Regions from separate parts of the Triticum aestivum genome. Here region 1 is linked to region 2. A link is a contact called in public Hi-C data. All regions are on one chromosome and are shown on one strand. The core of a region is the stretch at or near the end of the contact, and the rest is flanking DNA. Distances in the headings are between cores, read along the strand shown. Region 1 holds the start of LOC123045860 (probable cytokinin riboside 5'-monophosphate phosphoribohydrolase LOGL10). Region 2 holds the start of LOC123045831 (putative pentatricopeptide repeat-containing protein At1g13630).

The links. Hi-C and Micro-C count contacts between places; a contact is called where the count stands out from the background.
Region 1: a Hi-C map of leaf shows a contact between it and region 2, with 2.9 times the contacts expected there. The contact joins the promoter of LOC123045860 here to the promoter of LOC123045831 in region 2. A contact is called at or near these places in 2 of 5 Hi-C or Micro-C datasets (both in leaf) and 1 of 1 datasets of contacts at active chromatin or transcription factors (leaf).

What each region holds. Positions count from the first base shown.
Region 1 is chr1A:278,593,520-278,599,053 of IWGSC CS RefSeq v2.1, forward strand. LOC123045860 (probable cytokinin riboside 5'-monophosphate phosphoribohydrolase LOGL10) reads left to right here and starts at 1,274. Exons shown (of 7, transcript XM_044469086.1): 1 at 1,274-1,571; 2 at 2,000-2,097; 3 at 2,220-2,250; 4 at 3,495-3,594; 5 at 4,002-4,072; 6 at 4,166-4,309; 7 at 4,407-4,823. The coding sequence starts at 1,470. The coding sequence ends at 4,487.
Region 2 is chr1A:278,360,171-278,366,419 of IWGSC CS RefSeq v2.1, forward strand. It overlaps LOC123045831 (putative pentatricopeptide repeat-containing protein At1g13630), which reads left to right and starts at 1,664. Exons shown (of 4, transcript XM_044469075.1): 1 at 1,664-2,239; 2 at 2,622-4,672; 3 at 4,766-5,549. The coding sequence starts at 1,894. The coding sequence ends at 4,660.

The DNA.
Region 1 (5,534 bases), core at 24-2,523, 230 kb after region 2:
CAATTGCTTCTGCTGTGAACGAGTCGAAGCAAAGGTCCATCTTTTCATTAGCAGCCGCTATAAATTCCCCCTTATGATCCCGGATAACTGCTCCAAATGTTGTTGCGTGTGTCACTATCAAATCCCGCGTCAACGTTTAATTTCACGTAAACATACTTTGGTTTCAGCCAAGCATCTGAACGGACGTGAGCCTTTGGGCTATAAGAGATGATATAATTTGCTACTAAGCCTCTCATTGACATATTGATTTTACATGCGCTTAGAGTTTCTTCGTCATGTTTCAATTTTCGCCTTTCATACCACAAATACCAAGCCGTCGTTGCCATCGTTTCTCTGAACTTCGGCAAGCCCAACACTTGGATTTGTTGTTCTGGAAGGCACAAAAGATGTGCCAACACAAGCTCACCTGCCTTGTCAACTTTCAATGCATGTTTGATAACAAGCTCAAGACCGAGCAACTTCCACACGTCCATTGCCAATTTGCATTCAAAGTTCAAACAACATATGTCTTATGTCATCAGGCCCCTGGTTACAGGCTGGGCAGCTCGGATTTATTTTCAAGTGCTTATTAGCCAGGATAGATCGACAGGGAATAGCACTCTGAAGTACGCGCCACATAAATATTTTTATCTTTGCTGGGCAGACTAAGTTCCATACCAAGTCCCATGTATAAGATGGGTTTGAAGCTCGAGCCGTTTATTCCAACTTGTGCCCAAATTGAAATTCTCATTTTGTATGGTATGTAGATCACACCGTGAAAGTCCCTGACTTTGGTAGCAACGAAGAAGCTCGAGTGCCCGGTCGGGTATGTTCTCGGATGTTGACCTTTCTGGCGTTTTGAATGTCGAGGTGTTGTTTATGTTTTCGCCCGGTTTTCCTTGATAAACCGACCAGTCCTTTACTTTCTTCTTTTTTGGCGCTCATCTTTTTGCGGTGCATTCCTCCTTTGCGAGTGTTCTTATAACACTCATTTCTAATCAATGGATTTGGTAGCTCGAGCCTAAACGACCCAGGGAGGGAGGATAATCCCCGTTCCGCTTTGACGCGGCAAAACCGATAAGGTGAGTCACCCGTGCATTGCATCGATAGACAGACAGCCCATCCTGTCCATTTCACGGAAAAGCCCTCGCCATCTTGGCTGGGTGGATCCGTGGATGGATGGAGGAGTGTTTTTCCTCCATGTGCGCGCATTTATTTTGCTTCCCTTCCCTTTGCTTCCGTCCCTTTCAGTTCCCATTCTACTATCGTCTCTCTCCCCTCCCCACTATTATATAGCCATGGGTGGCGCACTGCCTCCCTCCCTCCATCCACAAGGCCTTCCTTCCTTCCTTCCTTGTGTTTGTGCTAGCAGCGCACGCACCCCACACCACCACGACAATCACCCTCCAAGCGCGACTCCTGCGTGCTTGCTTGCTAGAGTCGAGCACCACCTACCCAGGCAGCTAGCCAGAGCGAGGAGATAGAGAGCGATGAGGCAGTCGAGGTTCAAGAGGATCTGCGTCTTCTGCGGCAGTAGCCAGGGCAAGAAGAGGAGCTACCATGACGCCGCCATTGAGCTCGGCAACGAGCTGGTAACCATGCTTTACTAGCCACACTCACCACTCTCCCTACCTCTATGCGCGTGCGTAGTCACACCATATATATTTCTGAACCGGCCGGGCCGGCTAGTCACTTACACCATATGAATTTGCAATTTACTTTGCTGCCCAACTTTTGTCAAAATTTGCCCCGCTTGCGGCTTGCCTTCCTCCTCCACAACAATTCCACAAAAGTCATTCCTCCCCTGTGCTCGTCAAACATCGCCGGCCCTACCGCATTCACGGCTCCATTAAATCGAAATTGAATTATAGCCATGCTAGCTCTGTTCTGCCCCCCACCCTCTTGATCGATCGCGTTCAAGAAGCATGTTTCATCTGTACCGGCCGTTGAGGAGGAGTTTAACCGTGCAGTTTTCCTATTTGAATTTACTGGGTGGTGACTTGGCACGTTGCTGTGGCAGGTGGCGAGGGGCGTGGACCTGGTGTACGGCGGGGGGAGCATCGGGCTCATGGGCATGGTGTCCCAGGCGGTGCACGACGGCGGCAGGCACGTCATAGGGTATGTAACAATCTCAGCTCAGCTTGGCTCTTCTTCTTTTTCTCATTTTGCTAGCTAGCTGGGCTGGCCTGGTGGATGCATGTGCTGATCGCTTGTTTTGTCATCTTGTTGTCCACGCGCAGTGTCATTCCCAAGACCCTCATGACCCCAGAGGTATGTCCGCTACTCGTGCATGTCTACAACTACTAGGAGCGAATATCCTGTGTACTAGATGCATGCTTTTAAATTAATTAATTAATTAATTAACTGGAGATTCAAAAAAAACCTGAAAGAACGTAGTGTCTCGCTAATTTTGAAGCTGAAACTCGATTTGCTTTTCTAGATGATCAGACAAAATTGGCCAGCAACATGTAGTACTAGCAACTTCCCACGCGTACCAAACAGACCGACATTCTCCGCCGTCCATGGCCTGCCGTGGCTCGTCCGAAAGATCTTGGGCATGCCAGTTGGGTCCCTGCTCGTACTACCTGCAGCTTGCAAACGCTTGCTTCTGTTGGAGCCAATCATGGCAACGTGCTAACGTTCGGGACTTGTTTATGTCGTCGCTGTTAGTGTTAGGGCGTAGAGTCACTAATAATCAAATGGGCTTGGGAGTTTGAAGCACTCCTGCCGGTGCTGCAGTCCCAGGGGACATGGCACTTGGGTGTGCAAAAGAAAAGAATACCCTCTACTACCACTCCTACCTGGAGGAGGAGCAGCTGTGATCAAGAGGTAGCAGTATGCTTTTGGCACAAATCCAGATCTCGGCGTGAGGATAAACTACTAGTGGCGCAAAAAGCGCAGCTGTACACTAGTAGTAGAGCAATCTCTTGCCACCAAAAGCCTTGCCATGGCAGCATATTGGGTTATTAGCATCATCTCCTTTCTAATCTGCCTGCTAGGGGAAAAGAGATATTGCCTTCTTTGGCTGCCCGGCCCTCATGTTTTCTTCAGAATAATGCGTTTCCAAAAGATAAATGAAATGCTCGTCCATGATACGCACTAGGGTTACCGTATCGTATTGTGGTTTATCCTATACTACTATGTCACATCACTGGTAGATGGTGTGCTCAGAAACAATTAAATCGTACGTGCTTCAGAGGACTCTCATGTTCATGCATATCCAGAGTCGTTTTTCTTTTATGTTGGCTGTGGCTTTTTGCGTGGTCCTCAGCCTCCTGCTAGTCCTTTCAACCTTGCCCAAGGGGGTAAAAAAGAGAGAGGATATTTGAAGCAGCTAATGACATTTTCGGCCCCCTTTGAGCACAATCATGCCCCGTCTTGGGAATGTGCTAGTGTTTGTCTCCGCAGATCAAATACTATGTCGCCAAACACGAAGAGACCAAGCATGCATCATGGCATGGCAGAGACTTATTTCCTTTGCAGCAATGTTGATGTTTTCTCTGTGTCTGTTTCAGATAAGCGGTGAGACGGTGGGGGAGGTGAGGGCAGTGGCGGACATGCATCAGAGGAAGGCAGAGATGGCAAGGCACTCTGACGCCTTCATAGCCCTGCCTGGTGAGTCACACCAACTCAGCACACACATGTAACCATATTAGCCTGCCTGCCTGCATCTTTACCTCGTCTGGATCTGGATCAGGTGAATATATAGAACATTCATTGCTCTGCAGAAATCAATGGCAGGTTACAGTCAAGTGGTAGATCAGGCTGTAACTTGGGGCATTTTTCACATGTCTATCCAAAAAATGAAAGCTAGCTCCAGATCCCATGCATGAATCTGGGTCCAGCTAGCTAGCTGGTGTAAATTCCCAATAATTGGGGCAAACGTTTTAGCAGTAGCATCGCCCCCACCGGGTACATGCATGGAGGTGTCGAGCCGCTGAGAGCCGCTCGTGTTGCACGTCCTGCTGTGCGATGTACAACGAACCAGTAGCAGATTATTCACGTGACTTGTGTCAATGCAGGAGGATATGGTACGCTGGAGGAGCTACTCGAAGTGATTACATGGGCGCAGCTCGGCATCCATCACAAGCCGGTACGGGCTGCCACTGTCCTTTCTGTCGATCCTTCCTTGAGGTTGAAACTGAGAAATGCCTGAACGAACGCGATGTTGCTTGCTTTGCTTCAGGTTGGGCTGCTGAACGTGGACGGGTACTACAACTCGCTGCTGACCTTCATCGACAAGGCCGTGGAGGAAGGGTTCATCAACACCAGCGCGCGCCGCATCATCGTGCTCGCCCCCACGGCCGAGGAGCTCATGGAGAAGCTCGAGGTACATACATATTTTCTGACCCTGAACCTGAACCTGAACCTGAACTCGCGCGTGTAAAATTATGCATCTGACGATGAGACTGCTTGTTTCTGCTCAGAACTACGTGCCTTACCACGACAGGGTGGCGTCGAAGCTCAACTGGGACATAGCGGCGGAGATAGGGCACCTAGGGTACTGACCAGGACGTTGTGGGTGCAGACCAAGGGCGAGGCCGGCCAGCCGGTTGCCATGCATGCATGTGTTTAACTCTGATGATGATGATGCGGATTTGCAGTGCAGGATTGATGAAGGGGTTTCCGTTGTTTGATTGTTGTAGTAGTAGTAGCAAATTATGTGAGCGTGCGTGCGTTTTGTATATGTTGTGCTTCCATCGGGGACAGCTCAAGGATATTGTAAAACCTGACCGGTTTCAAGCTCCCTATTAGAGCATCGCCGTCCATGTCCATCTCTACCTGCTTAATTAGTACTACTACTGCTGCTGCTGGTATCAGTCAATATAATGTTAGTTTTTCAAGGTTGTGCGTCCATTGACAACAAAATGTACTATAGCAGTGTGCACAACTTTGGTCAGCCAAACTGAGCATTGAATCAAGAGGTGTGTGTGTTTCTCTGAACTATTACCCCTACGCTATGGTTTGTTTTGTGTCTTTCATGTTTGTATTTGGCTTTCACTTGCTTTTTCTTATATTATCAAGAGATGCATGACTTCGGGGTCTGGTTTTCTCTTGTTTTTGTTGCATGTCGGTGTCTGATACTCCTACGTCTCAAAATAAGTGTCTCAACTTTGTACTAGCTCTAGTACAAATTTGTACTAAACTCAAGACACTTATTTTTGGACAGAGGGAGTATATTACAAGATTGTAATCGAACGGTACAAGAAAGGCTGAAAATGCTGAATGGAAGATGAGCACCATGGAGGCTGAATTTGAAAATTTTGAAATTCATACTTTTACATTTTAAAATCTTTTTTTAATACACATACACCCTAATGTATATGTGTGTAAATTTTCATGATGAAATATGTTAAAATGAGAGCTACAAAAAAGTGGCTTTTCAACACATACACTGTTCTTTTCAAACTCCTTTATTTTGCGGCACACAATCTGAGCTATTTCATCATGAAATACATGAATATACATTACATCCTCGTATATGTGTATGACTTTTAGAAATTTTTAAAATTGCAAAGTTTGATTTTTTTTAATTTTTCGGCCTCCAATGTGAC
Region 2 (6,249 bases), core at 414-2,913:
CCAGCAATGCCCAACCTTGGTTTTACCATTTGCCACCTAGCCCCTTTTCCCTTGGGTTTCCGGAGCCCGAGGGTCATCTTATTTTAAACCCCCCCCCCTCCCCGGGCCAGTGCTCCTCTGAGTGTTGGTCCACCTCGTCAGCCGCCGGTGGCCACCAGGGGCAACTCTGGGCTGGCCTACCGGAAGTTTGGACAATCTGAGTGTGCCCTGAGAACGAGATATGTGCAGCTCCTATCGGGATTTGTCGGCACATTCGGGCGGTGTTGCTGGATTAGTTTTAACCTGTCGAAGTGTCTTGAAGAACCGAGGTACCGAGTCTGATCGGAACGTCTCGGGAGAAGGTCTATTCCTTCGTTGACCGTGAGAGCTTGTCATGGGCTAAGTTGGGACTTCCCAGCAGGGATTTGAACTTTCGAAAGCCGTGCCCGCGGTTATGGGCAGATGGGAATTGTTAATGTCCGGTTGTAGATAACTTGAACCTTAACTTAATTAAAATGAATCAACTGAGTGTGTTACCGTGATGACCTCTTCTCGGCAGAGTCCGGAAAGTGGACACGGTGTTGGAGTAATGCTTGCGCAGGTTGCCCTCTAGTTTCTCGTTGGCGCTTTGCCTCCTCTTCTCGCTCTCTTTTGCGCACAGGATAGCCACCATATATGCTAGTCGCTTGCTGCAGCTCCACATATATTTACCTTACCTTACCTATAAGCTTAAATAGTCTTGATCGCGAGGGTGCGAGATTGCCGAGTCCCTGTGGCTCACAGATTACTATTACATCATATGCATGGCCTGATGATTCCGCTTCAGGTGACGCGCTTGAGCTCAAGTGGGATTCGACGAGGACTCTCAACGTTACTATGTTTCCTTTCCTGATGATCAGTAGTGGAGCCCAGTTGGGGATGATCGGGACCGTGTCGTATGTTGGGTTATTTTTTATTTTGGCGCCGTAGTCGGGCCATGAGTGTTTGAATGATATAATGTTATTTATGTACTTGATTGACGTGGCGAGTGTAAGCTAACTATGTTATCTCCCCTTTTATTATCTATATATTACATGGGATGTTGTGAAAATTGACTAACTTGCGACATATGCCTTCAATGCGATTATGTCTCTAAGTCGTGTCTCGACACGTGGGAGCTATAGTCGCATCGAGGGTGTTACAGGTATCCCCAGCCCACTAGAATTCAAATCCTGATGCTCGCATTTATTCCTGGATTTATTTCAGGATTTCCGGCGATGTGCATTCAGTAGGAGGAGATGTTCCGACAACGAGGTGCCTACGGTGACTTCGTAAATTTCAAGATGATATGTCGTCTGAGTCATTCGGAGGTGCTCATAGAGGTAGGATGTGTGTGTGCGTTCATAAGGGCAAATGTATACGCGTGTATATGAGCGATTGCGTTTGTACTGTGTTAAAAAAAAGTGCCACCAACGCACCGCCTGCGTAGCGTTTTCTTTTTCTTTTTCTTTCCTTTTTGTTTTTGAGATGAGCGTAGCGTAGCGTCTCTCTGGTGGGAAGCCCTGCTCACCCCGACGCGACCTCGGCCTTTGCGCACTCGAGCTGGGCTTTTCTCTCCACCCGAACGGGCTGCATCTGCGCTGTATGGGCTATCAGCCCAGGCTTCCCGAACGGTCGGTTTTCTCCGGGTCGGAGCGGGAGCTGTTGCCGACGGGCCCTGAGCTCGGCCTGCTTCCCCTCTGGCTCTCTCCTTGGCTTAAACCCCGACCACACGCAGCCGCCGCCGGCGATCCTCCTCCCTCCTCCCATGTTGTACGCCGCCGTGGCAGCTCCGCGGAGGCACACGGAAGCTCAACGCGAGGGAAGCTCGAGCTCGACGACCTCCACACAGTAGCCCGCAGCGCGCGCCCCCGCCATGAGACCCTGCCCCTTCGGATGCGCTTCCGACCGCCCATTCCCCTCCGCCTCCTCCTGCCTCAACTCTGGCGCCGCCCTTCGCCTCCTCTCGCATATATCCCTAGGCCCATATCCTCATATCCCTCCGCGGCAGCCGTGGCGGCGGCAACGGATTCCGAGGAGGACGCCGTGGTTGCTAGGGATCCACGGCTAGCGCCTCATTTTGTGGGCAGGCCAGGAGGGTCGCCTAGGTTTGGGGAGAGCAAGGCGGAGTCCGTTAGAAAGGCCTCGATTGCCGCGCGGTTCAAGCTCTGCTATGAACTGCTGCGGCAGAGGAGGTGGCGGGAGATGCGGGGCGGCTTGGCGCAGGTGGTCAGCGAACAAGGTGAGCTCCCTACGGATTTGTATTATAGCTGGCACTATCTCTTTGGATAGTATGCAAACACGCTTATTCATCTTTTGAATTTGGATTGATATGGCAAGGGGGTTGTGTTATTCCAGGGTCATGACCATTTTATCATGTACACCAGAGAAAAAACTGAAATATTAGTGAAAGCACAAGTGTGTAAAATTCCTCTGTTCGTGAATAAATGGATACTGTCGTCATGCATACACAGATATTCTTCTATATGCCTTTAACAATATAATTGCCAGCTGTAATCTTGGTCATACTATTTTTAGTGCTTGTTGCCTTGACATGTGCAGCAACATATAACAGTTAAAGCTCACAGTTCTCACATTTCATTGTATTGCCCTTTCTACTCTAGGATCCGGGTCTGCAGCCATTCTCTGTGATATCTTGTGGAGTGAGTTCAGAGAGTATGATTCCAGCGGTGTTGTATGGGATGCTCTAGCAAATAGTTATGCAAGAACTAAGATGGTTCATGATGCTCTTTACGTTCTCAGTAAAATGAACAGCCTGAATATGCAAATATCAGTTTCCACCTATGATAGTTTATTGTATGGTCTACGGAAGACAGACATGGCATTGGAGCTTTTTGATGAAATGGAGGCATATGGTATCTCTCACAGCGAATATTCACATAGCATTCTCATCGATGGCCTCTGCAAGCAAAATAAAGTTGGAGAGGCTTTATCTTTCCTTCAAGAGGCAAGGGAAGGGGGGACGTTTAGACCATTGGGAATGTCCTTTAACACTCTGATGTCTGCATTGTGTAACTGGGGATTTATTCAGCCTGCAAAATCATTTTTATGTCTGATGCTGAAGTATGGATTAAAGCCTAACAGGTATACCTATTCTACTCTTATACATGGTCTGTGTAAAGTAGGTTGCCTAGATGAAGCAGTGGATCTTCTTGAGAGAGTGACAAAAGAAGGAATGAAACTCGAGACTGTCACCTACAACAGCCTTATTAATGGTTATCGATTGCTTGGTTTGACAAGAGAAATTCCGAAAATAATTCAGTTTATGAGATACCAAGGGATTGAACCTGATCTTGTTACTTATACCATACTTATTGCTGGTCATTGTGAAGGTGGTGATGTTGAAGAAGGGATGAAGATAAGAAAGGACATCCTAGACAAAGGGCTGCAGTTGAATATTGTCACATACAGTGTCCTTCTCAATGCTCTCTTCAAAAAGGGTTTGGTCTATGAGGTGGAGAACTTACTTGGTGAGATATATAGTATTGGTCTAGATATGGATGTCATTGCATATTCCATCCTCATCCACGGCTACTGCAAGCTAGGCGAAATTGAAAGGGCACTAGAAGTTTGTGATGTTATGTGCTGTTCTCAGAAGGTAGTGCCAACCTCACTGAACCATTTATCAATTCTTCTTGGACTTTGCAAGAAAGGACTTCTAGTTGAAGCAAGATGGTATTTGGAAAATGTAGCTAGCAGATATCAGCCAGGTGATGTAATACTTTATAATGTAGTTATCGATGGTTATGCAAAGGTTGGCGATATTGGTAATGCTGTCTGTCTGTATGATCAGATTGTTGTGGCTGGTATGAATCCAACCATTATCACATGTAATTCTCTTCTGTATGGCTATTGCAAATTTGGGGATTTACACGCTGCAGAGAGCTATTTCAGGGCTATTGAGATAAGTAATCTGCTGCCAACAGCAGTAACATACACGACCTTTATGGATGCACTCTCTGAAGCTGGAAAAGTTGACACTATGCTCAGTTTTTTTTATGAAATGGTGGGAAAAGGGATCAAGCCAAATGCTGTAACTTACAGTGTTGTTATTAAAGGACTATGTAAGCAGCTCAGATTCCGTGATGCTATCCATTTTCTGAACAATATGGATGGAGCCGACCCAATAACTTACAATACGCTTATACAAGGGTTTTGCGAAGCACAGGACATCCAGATGGCTTTCTGCATACATGACCGTATGTTATGCTGTGGTCTAGTGCCCACACCTGTTACTTATAACTTGCTTATCAATGTGCTGTGCTTGAAGGGGAAAGTTATTCAAGCAGAAATGCTATTGGAATCCCTCAGAGAAAAGGGCATTGAATTGAGAAAATTTGCATACACAACAGTAATCAAAGCTCAGTGTGCAAAAGGAATGCCTTACGATGCCATTTCATTAGTTGGTAAGCTTATTGATGATGGTTTTGAAGCTTCTATTGAAGACTTCAGTGCTGCAATCAATCGACTTTGCAAAAGGAAATTTCCTAAAGAAGCCATCATGTTCATTCCGATTATGTTATCTGTTGGTGTTTTCCCGGACATTCGAGTTTATTTTGTGCTTGTTAGAGCTCTGCGAAAAAGTAACATGCTTTGCTATATACCCATATTGCACGCACTTTCTGTCAAAACTGGTATATAGTACCCTGATCATGTAAGTGAGATTGCTTTTTTTCTTCATGTAGATAACATTGCATTGCATGGTTAATTCTTACTATAATCTCTAATACCCGTTGGTGATGTACAGGTATTGAGAGTTAAAGACTTGGAGGTTCTGTGTCCTCAAATGTTTGTATAGATGAGGATTCAGGACAGTGCAACGTAGGCAGCGAGGGTGGTGCTGTAGGCTGCGGCGTTGCAATCTGTCGGCAGTCCAGCACCTGTCCATGTTGGCTAGCCAGTGAAAGAACTTCACTCTCGGCGGTGCCCAGTTCTTCCAAATGAGCTTTGAAGCGCTGCAGCTGGTGGATCCCTCGAAAGTAGCAAGAACGAGCAGAGTATGTGCTGCTGGCACTCCACTTCCAGATCAGCTGATCCGGCTCGTCTGAGAGGGTGGTGTGCTCAATGGTTCGCCAAAGCAGCAGGTACTGCTCAATCTCGTGGACGCCCAGGTTCCCGTGGATATCGCGTGTCCAGGCGTGTGCATGGAGCCCGTCAGTGACCGATTGAAGTTTTCGTCTTCGCTTAGCGATGCAGGCATATAGCTTTGGGGCGATCTCGCTCACAGATTTGCCCCCGATCCAGCGATCCTCCCAGAACAAGGCCGTTTGGCCATTGCCAATGATCATGCTGGTGGAGGCAAAGAACAATGAGCGCTCCTCTACCGAGAACTGCAGGTCAAGGCCAGCCCAAGCTCGCCCAGTCTCCGTCCTGCTGAACCATTGCCATCTCAATCGCAGCGCAAGCCCTGCTCTATCAATGTCCTGGACGCCAAGGCCACCGAGGGGTTTCGAAAAAAAAAGGCCACCGAGGGAAAGTGGCCGGCAGACTCGTCTCCATTTTACATGGCAGCAGTTATGCCAAGGCATAAGGTTAGATAAAATCTCTCACATTGAGACTCCTGTTGCGCCACATGACCATTACAATTTAATCAAGAATTCTTAGAGACTGATGTCATAATTAGTGTTTGGTTTACCCTCTAACAAAGCAGCTGCACTTACATAGAAGCACCGAAATATAAAAAAGGACAGACCCAGTGCATAGAAGCTCCCACACAAGGTGGGGTCTGGGGAGGGATTATAGGAACCTAGTCTTACCCCTGCAAAGTGCAATGCAGAGAGGCTGGTTCGAACCCAGGACCTCTTGGCACAAGTGGGGAGGACTTCACCACTGCGCCAGGCCTGCCCTCTATAGAAGCACCGAAATATATGGCACATTATTATTCGTGCAGTCAGTGTTTGAAAACTTTGTCCTCTAGTACGTGCAAAAGGATATTAAGCATGAAAGAACAAATCATAGTACTCCGTTTCTTTTTACTCTGCATATTAGGTTTGTCGTAAATCAAACTTTTTAAAGTTTGACCAGGTTTATAGAAAAAAATACCAACATTCACTGTAGATATTGATATTTTTCAATATAAGTTTGGTCAAACTTTCCAAAGTCGTGCATTGGAGACTTTATAAAAAGTGAAATGAAACAGAGGGAGTATTTGTCTTGCAAAATTCTCTTATGTTGTATATCTTTTTACTATTCTGTAGGCATATTACAGGTGAAACTGTGAATGTCCACAAG